Linked DNA regions of Mus musculus: region 2 is linked to region 1. Evidence: chromatin contacts called from public HiChIP or PLAC-seq data. All regions are on one chromosome and are shown on one strand. Each heading gives the region's core, a stretch centred on a gene start, on an enhancer-like site or on the middle of the called end of the contact. The rest is flanking DNA. Distances are from core to core; before and after follow the strand shown. Region 1 holds the start of Ylpm1 (YLP motif containing 1). Region 2 overlaps Ylpm1 (YLP motif containing 1).

The links. HiChIP or PLAC-seq counts read pairs in DNA pulled down with a chosen protein or histone mark.
Region 2: an H3K27ac HiChIP or PLAC-seq map of extraembryonic endoderm stem cells shows a contact between it and region 1. The contact joins the enhancer-like site here to the promoter of Ylpm1 in region 1. A contact is called at or near these places in 10 of 39 promoter capture datasets (the 3T3-L1 cell line, 3T3-L1-derived adipocytes, embryonic stem cells and 5 more), 1 of 484 Hi-C or Micro-C datasets (bone marrow-derived macrophages), 10 of 115 datasets of contacts at active chromatin or transcription factors (the 230-238 cell line, CD8 T cells, the SCID.adh cell line and 5 more) and 3 of 9 other capture datasets (adipose tissue, liver and pancreatic islet).

The regions. Positions count from the first base shown.
Region 1 is chr12:84,992,881-85,000,557 of GRCm38.p6, forward strand. It overlaps Ylpm1 (YLP motif containing 1), which reads left to right and starts at 3,441. Exons shown (of 21, transcript NM_178363.4): 1 at 3,441-4,476. The coding sequence starts at 3,610.
Region 2 is chr12:85,046,870-85,054,546 of GRCm38.p6, forward strand. It overlaps Ylpm1 (YLP motif containing 1), which reads left to right. Exons shown (of 21, transcript NM_178363.4): 12 at 1,940-2,002; 13 at 2,264-2,383; 14 at 2,823-2,999; 15 at 3,075-3,158; 16 at 3,420-3,503. Among named protein-coding and RNA genes, the nearest start is that of Prox2, 46 kb to the right of the region's middle. Within about 2 kb of position 4,457, at least 76 of the 459 cell types and tissues checked have an H3K27ac peak or open chromatin away from gene starts, as enhancers often do. A contact at or near this core is called in extraembryonic endoderm stem cells and pancreatic islet, where this site is marked.

The DNA.
Region 1 (7,677 bases), core at 2,191-4,690:
TGCGTACATGGAAACACTCTATTATAATTAGATCTGAATCTAACATAACCATGAGTTTATTTATTTTTTTTAAAGATTTATTTATTTATTATATGTAAGTACACTGTAGCTGTCTTCAGACACTCCAGAAGAAGGAGTCAGATCTCGTTACGGATGGTTGTGAGCCACCATGTGGTTGCTAGGATTTGAACTCCTGACCTTTGGAAGAGCAGTCGGGTGCTCTTACCCACTGAGCCATCTCACCAACCCCAACCATGAGTTTATTATCTGGCCCTTAACTTGTGTTACTTAATCATCCTAAACAGTTTGTAACAGCAGCTATTAGAAGGACTGGGTCAAAGCCTTGTATTCCTAAATGATTTGCATAGGCACAATGCCTATCTAAGGGGAACAATATTAATTTCAAATTTTGTATCAATGTAAGAAATCCACATCAATAAAAACCTTAAACTTGTATCGATCTATAAATTTTATAACAATGTAAAAATTATAACTACGTGGCATAGGAGACCTGTTCATTGTGTCAGCCAAAAAGCAAAGAAAAAGGGCAGGGCAGGCTCCCAGTCTCTCCTTGGACATTTAACAGAGGATGACCTCGGACTTCTGATCCTTTTACTCCCACTTCAAGACTCCTGGGAAAGGACTATAGTTGTGTGCCACCACACCCAGTTTTATGTAATGCTGAGGAACTGAACCCAGTAGATAAGCACTCTACCAACTAAAGTACATCCCAAGCTGTTGGGCATTGAACAGATGAGATTGAAACATTCCATCTCTCAGGAAACTCTTTCAGACAGAAGGTAAACTACACAAAATAGCTTCAGGAAGTCCCTGAAACTGACCAGGTTCACTAGGCTCCTCCCTCCCAAGAGTAAACAGGAAGACTTCCTAGAGTCACTCTCAGACAAGCCTAGATAAGCCTGGCCACAAAGAAGACTCTTAGACAAAAGAAGAAGCCTGAAAGAAGCAGAAACCAGCTAAAATGTCTGGAAGAGGTATAAACGTGTTGGAGGTTGACACTCTCCAGGCTGTGCAGTAGGCTCTAGGTTTCCAGCTTTGGGGAGCTGTCACCCATGCTGGGTGGGCTTTGGTGATACAGGTGTCTTTGAGCCATTTCTGCTCTTGATATTCCTTAACCATATTTCTTTAAGTAACTCTAATAAAACTCATTTGATTGGACTTTGGTGGTATCCACACTTTGGTCTCTTGTGGGCTCCCTCTCTGTGCTGAGTAGATGTGTATTGTTTCCCTTTGGGACAAGTTCCATCAGATAACACATGGCTCTTTCTTGATCTGGGACAAATATGCTTGGGTTGTGAAAACTCATTATGTTTTATACTTGTGTGATGGTTTGTCTTGCGCGCGCCGGACTCGACCAGCAAGAACGACGCTGCAACAGGATCCTTCTGCACACGTTTATTGGGAGAGCTTGATTGCAGAGGCGAAGAGACCCTGAGCCCAGAACTGGTGCTGCTTATATAGGCCTAGGAGAGGCGTGTCTCACACCCGGATTGGTTATGCACTATGCCTCATTTGCATGTTCCTCATCTGATTGGCTACTCTCTCTCTCTGTACCTCACAGAGCCTCATTATCATACCTCATTTGCATGTCTCACATCTGATTGGTTATACTCTCAAAGCCTAATTATCATGCCCGGGCCAGGCAGTGTTTTTGCAAAAAACTTTACTGCATATGTACACATTGGTTGTTTGTCCAAACTTATGCGTGGTGGCCAGCAGTAGTCAGTGCCACTCTGCAACGGCACATGTGGCTTCCCACAGTTTGTATATGCTCGGCCTAGGGAGTGGCACTATTAGAAGGTGTGGCCCTGTTGGAGTAGGTGTGGCCCAGTTGGTGGAGGTGTGACCTTGTTGGAGAAGGTGTTTAAGATCCTCTTTCTAGCTGCCTAGAAGTCAGTATTCTGCTAGCAGCCTTCAGATGAAGATGTTGAACTCTCAGCTCTTCCTGTACCATACCTGCCTGGATGTTAGCCTCTGAACCTGTAACCCAGCCCCAGTTAAATGTTTTTTTATAAGAGTTGCCTTGGTCATGGTGTCTGTTCACAGCAGAAAAACCCTAACTAATACAACTTATGACATGCAATTTTATGTATTTCTATGCTGCTTCAATAAGACACTGAAAGAAGGAATCCCTAGCCCCGCATCTACTACTCATAGTTACCCAAGACAGGTAATGATCTGGTTGCTAGGAAAAAAGAGCAAGGTCACATCTTCAAATTGACATGCTGATACAGTTAAGAGTCTTCAAATTAAGCATGGTTTTTCTCTCCCCTTCCTTCCTTCTTTCCTTCCTTCTGTCCTTCCTTTCCCAGAATTCAGTGTACTACTTCTGATGTTCAGTAATCACCCAAACCAATGGAAGTCTTTAATATTTTGCTGCTAGGGTTCAGGAAATCAGCTTTTAAGTTACCCTTCTCTGACTTTTCTTAGGTTTTTTTTTTTTTTTTTTTTTTTTTTTTTTTTTGGGTTTTCGAGACAGGGTTTCTCTGTATAGCACTGGCTGTCCTGGAACTCACTTTGTAGGCCAGGCTAGCCTCGAAATCAGAAATCTGCCTGCCTCTGCCTCCCGAGTGCGGGATTAAAGGCGTTCACCACCATGCCCGGCTGACTTTTCTTAGGTTTAAGGATTCTCCAACAGGGACATCGTCCGAGTTAAAACCTGGGTTTGATGGTACTTGGAAGGCAGAGGCAGGAAGATCTCTGTGAGTTCAAGGCCAGCCTGGTCACAAAGCGAGTTCCAGGACAGCCAGGGGGTTCATACAGAAAAACCCTGTCTTGAAAAAGCAAAAAAATTTTAAGGGTGGTGGGGTGGGTGGTGGGTGGGGAGGAAACCAATCTAAACAATTCAATTCCTTTTACAGTACCTGTAGGAAAGAATCAGGGCCATTTTCACTTTCCTTCTCCAGAATCCATTTTTCATTCTTCCTATCATTGTCCCCTGTCAGGCTGTGGGTTGACTGAGTTAAATCAGTTTAACTTGGAAGAACTGTCATTTTTACAAAGCTCCCTCTTTTTTACTTAGGACTATGGTAAGCCTCTTCGTGAGTTCAAGTTTAATTTTTATTCTCAGGTAGGATTCTGCAGTTTTCTTCATATAATGTCTAGATTTTTCTTAGTAGAGTTATTACTTGTTTTATGTTCTTGTTGCTACTGTGAATGGAATCTTTCCTCCCCCCTCCCCACCCCCCCATTCAAAACTAAACCCATAGGGCGTTAGGATCTCTATCACTCCTTTCGGCTGTGAGACTCTATGGTTTTCTTGGTTCTATGACAACATTCTATTACCGCCTACATTTTCCGAACCCGAAGGAAGGCGGCAACAGCGAGTACCTGCGCCAAGGTTCCCTCTATCTGGCCTTTGTTCTCCGCTCGATGGTACTGCGCATGCGTAGTTGCCTCAGCACGGTCCCCGCCTTCCCGACCGCGGGCCCAGCTCCGTAGCGCCGGCGCACTGGCGCGCTCCGTTCACACGCTCCGCGGCCTGTAAGGCACCGCGAGTTCCGGCTGTCGCCGTCACCGCCGCGGCTCCTGGAGGTCGGTTGCGACGAGTAACGGCGCCGGGACGAGCCCCGCGCCTTCGTTTCCTATATGTATCCGAATTGGGGCCGGTATGGCGGGAGCAGCCACTATCCGCCGCCGCCGGTGCCGCCGCCGCCGCCACCGGTGGCGCTTCCCGAGGCCTCGCCGGGGCCCGGGTACTCCAGTTCGACGGCTCCCGCGGCCCCTTCCTCTTCAGGCTTCATGAGCTTCCGAGAGCAACACTTGGCGCAGCTCCAGCAGCTGCAGCAGATGCACCAGAAGCAAATGCAGTGCGTGCTCCAACCCCACCATCTTCCTCCGCCCCCGCTGCCACCCCCGCCGGTGATGCCCGGGGGCGGCTACGGAGACTGGCAGCCGCCTCCGCCACCGATGCCCCCGCCACCTGGACCAGCCCTCAGTTATCAGAAGCAGCAGCAGTACAAACACCAGATGATCCACCACCAACGAGATGGGCCTCCGGGTTTGGTTCCAATGGAGCTGGAGTCCCCTCCTGAATCTCCCCCTGTACCTCCAGGATCCTACATGCCCCCATCCCAGTCGTACATGCCTCCACCTCAGCCACCACCCTCGTACTATCCCCCTTCCTCCGCTCAGCCCTACCTGCCTCCTGCTCAGCCATCCCCTTCACAGTCTCCACCTTCCCAGTCCTATCTGGCGCCCACTCCTTCTTATTCTTCCTCGTCCTCCTCACAATCATATTTGAGCCATTCCCAGCCCTACTTACCCCCTTCTCAGGCCTCTCCTTCCCGCTCCTCCCAGGGCCCTTCTAAACCCCAGCTACCACCACCACCGTCCATCCCTTCTGGGAATAAAACAGCTATCCAGCAAGAGCCTTTGGAGAGTGGGGCCAAGAACAAGACTGCTGAACAGAAGCAAGCTGCTCCTGAACCAGATCCCTCTACAATGACTCCACAGGTAAGCACTGTGTCACATCTTTCATTTAGGCTTTACGTGAGCAGGTCTTGGGCTTTAACCAGCTAATGCCTATCGTAATTCCAACAGCCAACGACTAGCCCATTCATACTCCAAAGATCCCCTAAGAGTCAGCCCTGAAAGCCAGGTTTTAAATTGACCATAGATTACCAAAAGAAGAGTAAAGATAAGACTAGGCACTTGAAGTTGTAGTAGGTTGGCACTAGATTTATTTCTCAAATGTATGCCTTAGTTTTCTTTGACCAGCATTCAGTATTTATTGTTGCACAGAGCTTTGTTTTAATTTTTTTTTAAACTAAGATTTTCATGGGGAGGCAGTATAAAAGAAAATTCTTAAAGGACTGATGTTTAAATACATGTAAATATTGACCAGTTAATTTCTTAGGACCAGCAAAATATGCAGGGGCCAGAGATAGCTGTCTGTTTCCAGAAGTGGGTTCTCAGCACATAAAAGATGGAAGTCTCATCATGACATCCTAACTGATGTTGTGAGTTCATGTGGACTCCATAGGCCTCTAGAGACTTGATCCTTGGAGAATCTGTTGTTATATTTCAAAACCATCTCCTAAGGATAATTTTGCCGCATGGTGAATTTGCTACATTTCATTATTATTACCATTTACTTGAAAATAATAGCCTTGGAATTTGGCTGAGGTTTTGAAAAGAAAGTTTTGTGATGGCTGCTCCTGTGAGAGCCATCCCAAAACTTTTTGACAATCTGTTTTGAAGATGTTGCATTCCACAGACCAGTAAGAGGATGACAGGGTTGCAGGAACATAGAAGTTGGGCATGGAAACCTGTGCCTCCATCCAGTATTTGGTCAACAGAAGCCAGAGGATGGGAGAGTTTGAAGCCAGCCTGGGCTACATAGTGAGACCCTGTATCAAAAATAAATAAGTAGGAATAGATCATCTATTGTGACTATTTGACCTCATCTACCTTAAATTCACTAAGAATCTTATGATATTCAAGCTCAGGGTAATGTATAAGATTCCAAAAGGTAATTGTTTATTATTGTAGTTCAGTATTTAAGAGAAGCAGGGTCTGCACAGGAGACACTCACAGGACGGTAGAATAAGTGATTTTGCTGTCTTATACCAAAGTTACATCAGCTCATGAGGATTATTTCCTCCAGTTGCCCAGTTCCTTCAAGCTAAACTATGACCTCAGTCTGACTTTTTCTGGGCATGTAGAGAAACACATGAGTTACATAGTTGACTTGTTGTGCTTGGGATTGAACTTGGTGCCTTGGGTATGCTAGTCAAGTGCTCTATCATTCAGCTACACCCTCAGCTTTGGCTTTTAAAAAGAAGAATGTGCATACCAGACTATCTTAATATAAGTACTCACTAGGAACAAATACTGCTTTTGTTTTTCTGCCTCATCTGAAATGAACTTCTTTCAGTGTTTTGAACATGTAGTGCTTTTGATTCTTGCTGAAAGATAGAAAGTAACAGCAGGGTGAAGCTTGGGGTCTGGGTGTACACCAGATCAAGAAGAGCCTTGCCCATGACTATAGAGCTCATTGGTGGAGTGCTTGCTTAGTATCCCCAAAGCCCTGGATTATATTCCTAGCACTGCATAAACTGGGCATCGTGATACAAACACCTGCAGTCCCTAGCACTGGTGGCAGAGGCAGGAGATCGGGAGTTCAAGGCCATCCAGATGCTACTGGAATTCAAAGCCAGCTGGGAATACAGAAGGAGGAAATGAAATGGGGCTTTGCATGCCCTTTATTTTTAACTTTATGGAGTTTATCCCAATGTCCTTAACTTCTCTCTCACCTTTAAATGGAATACTTTCAAAGCACATCTCAAAATTCAGTCTCCATGAGCCATACATGCAAATCACTCATGTGATTTGGTGATGTTTGTCTTCTTAATGCTCTGCAGCACCTAGGACAGTGCCTTGCAAGTTGTAGAACCACTATAAAGATTTGTTGTGTAAGATTCAAGAGTTATCATTCTTTACACCTAAGGTACTTGCTTTACTAGATGATAAACATTGTATATCCTTCTGTATGTTTTCATTCATATTTTAGATTTGGAAAATGTTATTAAATTTATTATTATATATGATGGGAGTGTGGGCCTGCTGCACATGTACATGACATGGCTCAGTGTGCATATGGAGGTCAGGAGGTGGGAGGACAACTTCTGGGAGCTAGTTGGTGTTCAGGGTATTGTATTAAAAAATGTATGGTGAAAGATTTAAGCATTAAGTAGAGAAAATATCATGAACATAATTTTAAATATTTTAAAGCAAATCTTACATCTTCTGTCCTTCACTCATGTTTTTTTTTTTTCATTTTTTTATTAGATATTTTCTTCATTTACATTTCAAATGTTATCCCGGAAGTCCCCTATATGTTTTGGGGTTTTTCCCCTTTTTTGTACTGGAATCAAGCCACAAGGCCTTGTGCGTGCTAGTTAAGTAGTCTGCAAAGCTACATCCTCCTCTCCAGTGTTCTACATTCTTAATTAGGTTCTTAGTTGGTTTTCTTAAAAGCATTTTTTTCTATTACATTTTATCATTTACTGGGTGTGAGTGGCAGGGGTGGGTGGGGTGCAAGTGCCACTGTGTACATATGGAAGTCAGAGGACAGCCTGTGGTTGTCAGGCTCTCTCAGATGTCTTGGTCTTTGCAACAAGTAACTTAACTGCTAAGCCATCTCTAGAGCCTCAGTTACCTAGTTTTAAAAAGAAAGAAAAGAACGAGGGTGGGAGTGACCTTTCATGTCTTAAAAAATAAAACGCAGAGCCGGGCATGGTGGTGCACGCCTTTAATCCCAGCACTCGGGAGGCAGAGGCAGGCAGATTTCTAAGTTTGAGGCCAGCCTGGTCTACAAAGTGAGTTCCAGGACAGCCAGGGCTACACAGAGAAACCCTGTCTCGAAAAAACAAAAAAACAAAAAACAAAACAAAAAACAAACAAACAAAAAAACTGCAGCCTCAGTATGTAGCACTGGCAGCTAGAACTTGCTATGTAAACTAGGTTGGTCTCCAGCTTACAGAGATCTGTCTGCCTCTGTTTACCTAAAAGGCATGCACCACCATGCTGAGTCAAGATCTTTTTTAGACTGAGTACATTATAAAAGCTTAAGTCTTTGTATTATCTAATGCTTAGTCTCTTTAGATTTCCCTCTTGTCTCCTGTTATCAGAATTCAGAGGAATTCCTTATTA
Region 2 (7,677 bases), core at 3,207-5,706, 55 kb after region 1:
TACCTCATAATATGTTTGGAATTATTTCTTCAGATAATTTCTCAGAGTATAGTAAGCTGGCCTCAAACTTAAGTAGTCAAGGATGACTTTATGATGTTGAACTTCTGATCTTCCTGTCTCCACCTCTCAAAGGCTGGCATTCAAGCTGTGGGTCACCAATGCCAGCTTCTATTCACTTGGTTTTTAGGCAGATCTCACTATATATTCCTGGTTGTTCTAGAATTCACTGTGTAAGCCAGGCCGACTTCACAGAATCCCCTGCCTCTGTCTCTGCCTCTCTCCTGGATTACAGGTGTGCATTACCACGCTTGACCCTGACCCTTGTTTAACTCTCCCAGTCCCCCTGTTTTGTCTGTTTTGTAGGGAAGTTTGGTCACTCACAACAGTGTAGATATTGGTTGGTTTGATCTAAGTTATCTTCTTTGTTAGCACACACTTATATGTATCTATTCCTTTATAATTTCTTTATATTTCTTTATATTAGTAGTGACATCTCCATTTTTTATTATAGTAATTTAAGTCTTTTTTTCTTACTTAATCTAGGTAAATCAATTTCACTGTTTTTTTTTTGTTTTGTTTTGTTTTTCAAAGGACCAGCTTTTAATTTTATAGATTTGGGTGTGTTTGTGTATGCGGCATGTTTTTGCTTTTTAGCTCTAATACCTGAGACTAGGTTCTTTATGAGGAAAAGATGTTTATTCAGCCCATGGTATAGGAAATGCTTGAGTGCAGCCTCAGGATTTGTTTGGCTGTGGTCAGGGCCGCTTGTTTGCATCAAAACATAGTGTATATATCACGGTGGGAGTGTGTATGAGGGAGGGAAAGGCACTGATGAAAGAGGAAGCTGAAGACACTCAAGGATCAGGTTTACGATGTATAACATTTCACCATCTAGGATGCTATCCAGCCTCCCTTAAGAGTTACCTGCAACGACCTAATTAACCTCCCACTAATCCCCCCACCTGGTAAAAGCTCCATTATCTATATTCTGCCGGCTTCTATACTGTTGAGGAAAACACAAACCATATCCAAACTATAAAGTTTTACTGACTTTTCTCTATTTTATTAATATTTGTCCTAATCTTTGTTTTCTTGCTTCTGTTTGGTTAGTTTTAGCTTGTTCTTTTATAGTGTCTTAGGTAGAAAAATAGGTTTTCAATGTTAGATCATTTTTCTTAATTTTTAAAAGATTAATTTGATTTTGTGTGGTGAGTTGTCTGCATGTGAGTTTGCATACCATGTGTGTGCCTGGTGCCTACAGAGGTTAAAAGAGGATGTTGGATCTCCTGGGACTAGTTAATAGCCTGCCAGTTGTGAGCCACCAGGTGGGTGCTGGAAGCCACCAGTGCTCTTACCTGCTGAGCAATTTCCCACATTCATAAAACCATGTTTTAAAGAGAGTTTTTAAAAAGAAGGGAGGTGTGTGCTGAATAAATTTGCTGGCACCTCTGAGATCCCAGCTAAGCTGTGGCTCCAGCCCCTAAATCTTTTTTAGTTCTTGATACAGACATGTACACCTAAAATTTCTCTTCAAATATTTGTTTAGTTTTATCCCATGAGCTGTGGTATGATGTCCTCATTTTTATTCATGTCAGAGTAATATTTCTGATACCTGTTGTGAAATATTTTGAGCCCTTGGTTTTTTTTAGTAATTTATTGTACATATTTATGCACTTCCTTTGTTCTGTTCAGTTTTGCTTTGTCTGTTCTGAGACAAGTTGTCAGGTATAGCAGTCTAGTCTCAGGCGTCCCTATGGAGCCAAGAATGACTTTGTCATTGACCTCCTTCCTCTGCCTTCTGAGAGCCGGGACTGCAGGCAGAGGCCATAGTGCTGGGGTGGTGCTTTTTGTTTTCTGCATGATAGGAAGCAGTTTGCCAACCGAGCTATATCCCAACCCCTCAGAAAACAAAAATTTTACCCCCTCCATTGTGTTTCAGATTGTTGTTATAATGAGAGGATTGCCTGGCAGTGGAAAGACACATGTTGCAAAACTTATCCGGGTGAGTATGGGAAAGTAAAATAAGGAAAAGGAAAAAATGAGTTGCTTGTTAATGGGGTAGTATTGTATTCAGGTATCTCCCAGTGATAACTTATGGACGTTCATGGGGCCTTATAAGTTTTTCATCTGTTTAGACAAATAATTTTGCCTCTGATTGATTTGAAACCACCAGAAATTTTTATTTTAGCCACAGGTGGGAACTTTAGTGTTCATCAATTTGGTTCTTTTTTTTTTTTTTATAACTTCATTGTTATATTCTTAGGATAAGGAAGTAGAATTTGGAGGACCTGCCCCCAGGGTTTTAAGTCTAGATGATTATTTCATCGCTGAAGTAGAAAAAGAAGAAAAAGATCCAGATTCTGGAAAGAAAGTAAAAAAGAAGGTATGTGGATCCTACTAGACCTGTGTTGGGATGTGAAGGAAGATGTGTTCAGGGAGAGATGGGGGAGCAGTTGTTTGTTTGTTTGTTTGTTTGAGGCAGGGTTTGTTTATGGTTTGTTTGTTTTTGTTTTTGAGGCAGGGTATTTACTTATGTAGCCCTGGCTGACCTGGAACTTGTCAGGTAGATCAGGTTGACTTTGAACTCACAAGATCAGCCTCACCTACTTAGATTCAAGGTGTGCACTGCCATGCCTAGCTTGCACTGGGTTGGGGTTTTTTTGTTTGTTTGTTTTTGAAGATGAGAATTTCCTTGTCTTCTGGACACAAACTTTGGTGCTTAGGTGGGAAGAAGAGGATGCAGTCATCCTGCTTCAGTTGAGCCCGGCTCAGTCTGGTTCCTTACTCCTGCTAATAACCTCCTTTTCTCTGTGGGGTCTTAGGTAATGGAATATGAATATGAAGCTGACATGGAAGAGACTTATCGCACCAGCATGTTCAAAACTTTCAAAAAGACTCTAGATGACGGCTTTTTCCCTTTCATTATTCTGGATGCTATCAATGACAGAGTTAGACATTTTGATCAGTTTTGGAGTGCAGCGAAAACCAAGGGTTTTGAGGTATAGTCTTAACTTTGAAGCACTTTTAGTGTGAATTTGTATTTCTTGGCCTAATTGTTACACATTTTTATTTAGGTGTATTTGGCTGAAATGAGTGCTGATAACCAGACTTGTGGCAAGAGAAATATTCATGGAAGAAAGCTTAAAGAAATAAACAAGGTGATTTTTAGAAACATGGTATGCTGGAGAATCCCAGACATCATTCTTTCAGCACTAGTAATGCTGTCTTAAGTCGCTCAGAAATCTTTCTGCCTGCTTTAATAAATGTTCTCCTTTCTGTCTTATAAGTGGAAAGGGATGCCTAGCTCTTCTTAAAGCTAGTCTGTTAAAGTTATAGCATTAGTTGTGTTTCTCTTGACACTCTCCTTAGTCTTTATTGGAGTAGTTGTCAGAGTTAACTTGTTCTGAACATCTCAATAGATGGCTGAACACTGGGAAGTTGCACCTCGTCACATGATGCGTCTAGACATCCGCTCCCTGCTACAAGATGCTGCGATTGAAGAAGTGAGTATACTCTGCCTCAGGGCAGTGCAGATAAGCAACACCTTCTTCACTGTGAAAATCTGAAACTTCCAGAAAAGTTACATGAGCACTTACATACCTTTAAATAATCTCAACCAATTCAGGTGTTAATATTTCCACACATTTTAATAAACACCTTATAAATACTTAGTAACATTATTTCATACCATTACTATACAATCATATGAGAATTGTGTTGAAAAACCTCATAACCCATCAGTCCGGAATATGTTGTTGATGGCTATCTTCTAAGAACAAGGACATTCTCTAATAAATCCATTTAATTATAAAATTTAAGGTAAGCATTAGCTGGGCTAATGGCACACACTTTTAGTCCCCCAAAGGCTGACAGATCTGAGTGAGTTCAAGGCCAGCCTGGTCTACAAAATGAGTTCTAGGACAGCCAGGGCTTATAGACCTGTCTCAAAAAAACAAAAAGGAAAAAAAAAAGTTTACATTGATATGATACTATAAATTAAATTCTTTTGTGTTTTTATTTACTTAACCTTCTCTTCCCACACCCCCTAGGCACCTCTTTGATTCAGTCCTTGAGCAGATCGATCACCACCACCCCCCACCCCCGTTTCGACATCAATCTGCCCCACCTGTCTTACACCTCCTTGTCTAGGACTAATCTGTTCCTTCTCTCTCTCTCTCCTCTCTCCTCTCTCCTCTCTCTTACTTTCAGTTTGCTCTGTCCTAAAGGATCAGACACAGGGAAGTAGCAATTGATATCCTCTGGCCAAGACCACCCACCGCTTGGTGTGGGTGGAAGGCCTCCAACCCTCTGTCTGATCCCTGACAGATAACCCCCTATCTTTTATTCTTCTTGAAAACAAAAGAAAAAAGAAAAAGCCCTGTTACACATTGACTAGTAATGTCATTAGGGCTGTTGGCAGTTTCTCTAAAATTTGCAGGGCTGACTCACAGCTGGGACTTTGGGGAATTCCCTGTGACACCTCTCTCTGACCTCAGCGTTTCAAAAAACGCTCTATATCATGGGAAACTAGGAGATTGGGGAGGGGCAAAAACAAAACAAAAAAAGCCACCTGATTGCTTCCTCAATCGTGGCAGGTCATTTCGGCCTCACCCAATCTACCCCTCCCTCCTGCTGTGGATCTGGAGATCCTGGCAATTCTGGTTAATATCCACCCAACCCGGGCTGGATTCCTCCTCCAAAGTCAGATTGCCATCTTAAAGAGGGAATTTTCTCCACGGGAGCCCAACAGGGCACCCCAGCCAGCAGGGTCTAACCATCAGGTGCACCTCTGTGTGCCCTTCACGTCTGGGACAGAATGCAGCTCTCAAGAGCCCACCCCTGCCAGCCGACCCCTGCCAGACCGCTCCTGCCACCCCTGGAGGGAGGAGAGAGGGCTGTGGAGGCGATGGTAAAGGGGAGGGGATGACAGATGAAGGGGGAATGTAAGACTCGGGGGAAACGGGAGAGAAAATTCTGCCAGGATAAATCCTCCAGGCCAATTGGACAGAGTACACATGTTTATTTTTGTTAAAATGTTTTTTGGTTTTTCCCTAATATTGGGAATAACTCAGTATTAAAGTTCCCTGTATGGGAAATGTTTGTTTTTGATTGTTTGTTTTTTCTTAATAGTGTCAATGGTTCTTCTATGGAAGAAAAAATTTAGGGCGAGCTAAACTTACTAGTATAAAACACAACATAATCAAGGCATAAAGTACTAAGCCAGTGCTGTTTATATTTCCAAAGGTATTTATTAGTCATTCATTCATTGTATGGATGATTCTTATTGGCTGATTCAGATGTAGATACCTTAAAGAAAATGTTTGATGAAATAAAAAGGAATATTGCATTGTTGGGGATTGTAGATTGTTGCTAAAGAAATACAGGGAGGGAGGGAGTTCTGTTAATGACCCAGGATCTAGGATAGGTCTGTGAGGAATCCAACCACGGAAGGCACAGATTAAGATTGAGATTGTTTACAAACTCTTGGTGACTTTCAAAAGTTACCGGGAGATAATAACTAGCTGCAGCTCACTCTTGGATTAGCTACCCAAACGCTAAGTCATTTATATTCAAACCTTACAAGGTGATTAAACAGTCCAAGAACATTATTGGCTGAGGCTGAAGGAGAATTGGCTCTGGTGGAGACATTATAGGAAGGAGGCACATGTGGATCGCTTGGGTCCCAGCTGAATGGAACTTTAGTTATCCTGCCTGCTACTCGTTCTCCCACAGTGATTCTTATACACAAAGAAGATGATATCTCAGAATGGGTGCTTTTAGCAAGTAAGTAGTAAAAAATTAAAACCATATATAAGAAGGGTTTCTAAATTAATTATTAAAGAAGAAGGAGAAGGAAGAAGGAAGAAGAAGGAGGAGGTGGAAAAGGAGGAAGAAGAAGAAGAAGAAGAAGAAGAGGAGGAGGAGGAGGAGGAAGAAAGGGGCTGGAGAGATGGCTCAGTGATTAAGAGCACTGCTGCTCTTCTAAAGTTTCTTGAGTTCAATTCCCAGCAACCACACAGTGGCTCACAGCCATCTGTAATGGGATCTGATGCCCTCTTCTGGTGTGCAGCAGAGCACTCAAATAAAATTTGGGGCAAGGGACATTCAAATTTATTGAAAAACACAATGAAAAAACCAATGTTTTCATTTGGGTTACAGCTAAATTTTTCATTCATTAAATTAGGTAGCTAGTAAAATCTAATAAATAAAAGTTTTAAAAAAGAAAGAGTTGGACTTAGTCAATTTATAAGAAGAGACTTCACAGAGATGAGTGCCTTATCCTGATGCTGATATGGCCTAGTTATGAGTAATCACTAAAGGCTGGCAAAGGGCTTGCAATAACATTTTGGAAGAAATTAACAACAAATACTCCAAAAGCAAGCAACTTCAGTTTATAAAAAGAACTAACTGGATTCTTCTTCTTTAGTCAGAGGGACACCAATTTCTAAAGCTCCTACCTTTTACACAGATGCCAATAAATCAGGAATGGCAGGCCATAAGTTAGAGCTATATGCTATTTTCACGGTTTAGCTGTTCCAGAACTTCTTAATATAATCACCGACTTTCAACATGCAGAAAGAGTTGTTTTGCATTTAAAAAAAAACTGTTAAACTTATTCCAGATGATTAAAAATTAACTTTGTTATTTATAATCAAGCTTCATTACCTACTGAAAATAACCCTAAAGGTACCCAAAGAAATGAAATCTGGTAGATGGATATGTTTCATTTTACAGAGTTTGGATAGATCTGACCACACTTTAAAGGAAATGCTCAAAAAACAAAAGGGTGATATAAGGTCACCCAGAGATAGATTAAATAATGCTTTATTAACTTAAAATTTTAAAAAACGTCAGTGAGACAGCTAGCATAGCTGCTGGAGGGGAAAAAGCACTGGATTTTAGAAAGGACTGCTGCATTGAATCATCCTATACATGTTAAGAATGTGTGAACCTCAGACTGGAAGTCAGGAAGTGTGTGTACCGGGGAAGAGGTTTTGCTCTTGTTTCAACAGGAAGCAAAAAGCTGTGGATTCCTTCAAAATTAAGATTAGATTTGACCAGGAAGACCTAAAAATCTTCGGACTTGAAAAAAAGAGATCCAGAACTCAACAGGACAGGTGGCATAATTGCTGACTCCCTCCATGGGAGCAGCTCACAGACTGTCTGAGATGTGAATGACTGCAGAAGCCAATGGACCTTCCTGACTGCTTAAGATTACATGTCATCCTCTTATATGGCATGGACCCATCATACCTCATATGGATGAAGACTTACATTACAGTTTGGTTACTCAGTCCAAACTGACTGATAGTTGCCTTTTACCTGCGCAAACATAGAGCCGAGAATCATCATTTGTGCACACTGCACATTCCATACATGTCTTAATACAAAAATGTCCATACAACATTACCTTTAAAAGTTTGTGTGTTTTCAGAACAAAAGGATCAATGGAAGCCTATCTGGGTCCCAGCCAGAAATGTCTGATATAACCCCACCAACCAAGAAGATGGCCTGCATCTCACTGCTGGGTCAGGGCAGGAGGAGATGGAGGACACGCCATCCCAACCCCTGATCCCGTCCCCAGCAGAGGAGAAAACGAGGGCCTTGTGTTGTACTGGGGGAGGAAAGTTGCTTTTAGTTGCTTGGTTCCTTCCCTTCTGTGACCCCATCCTAGTT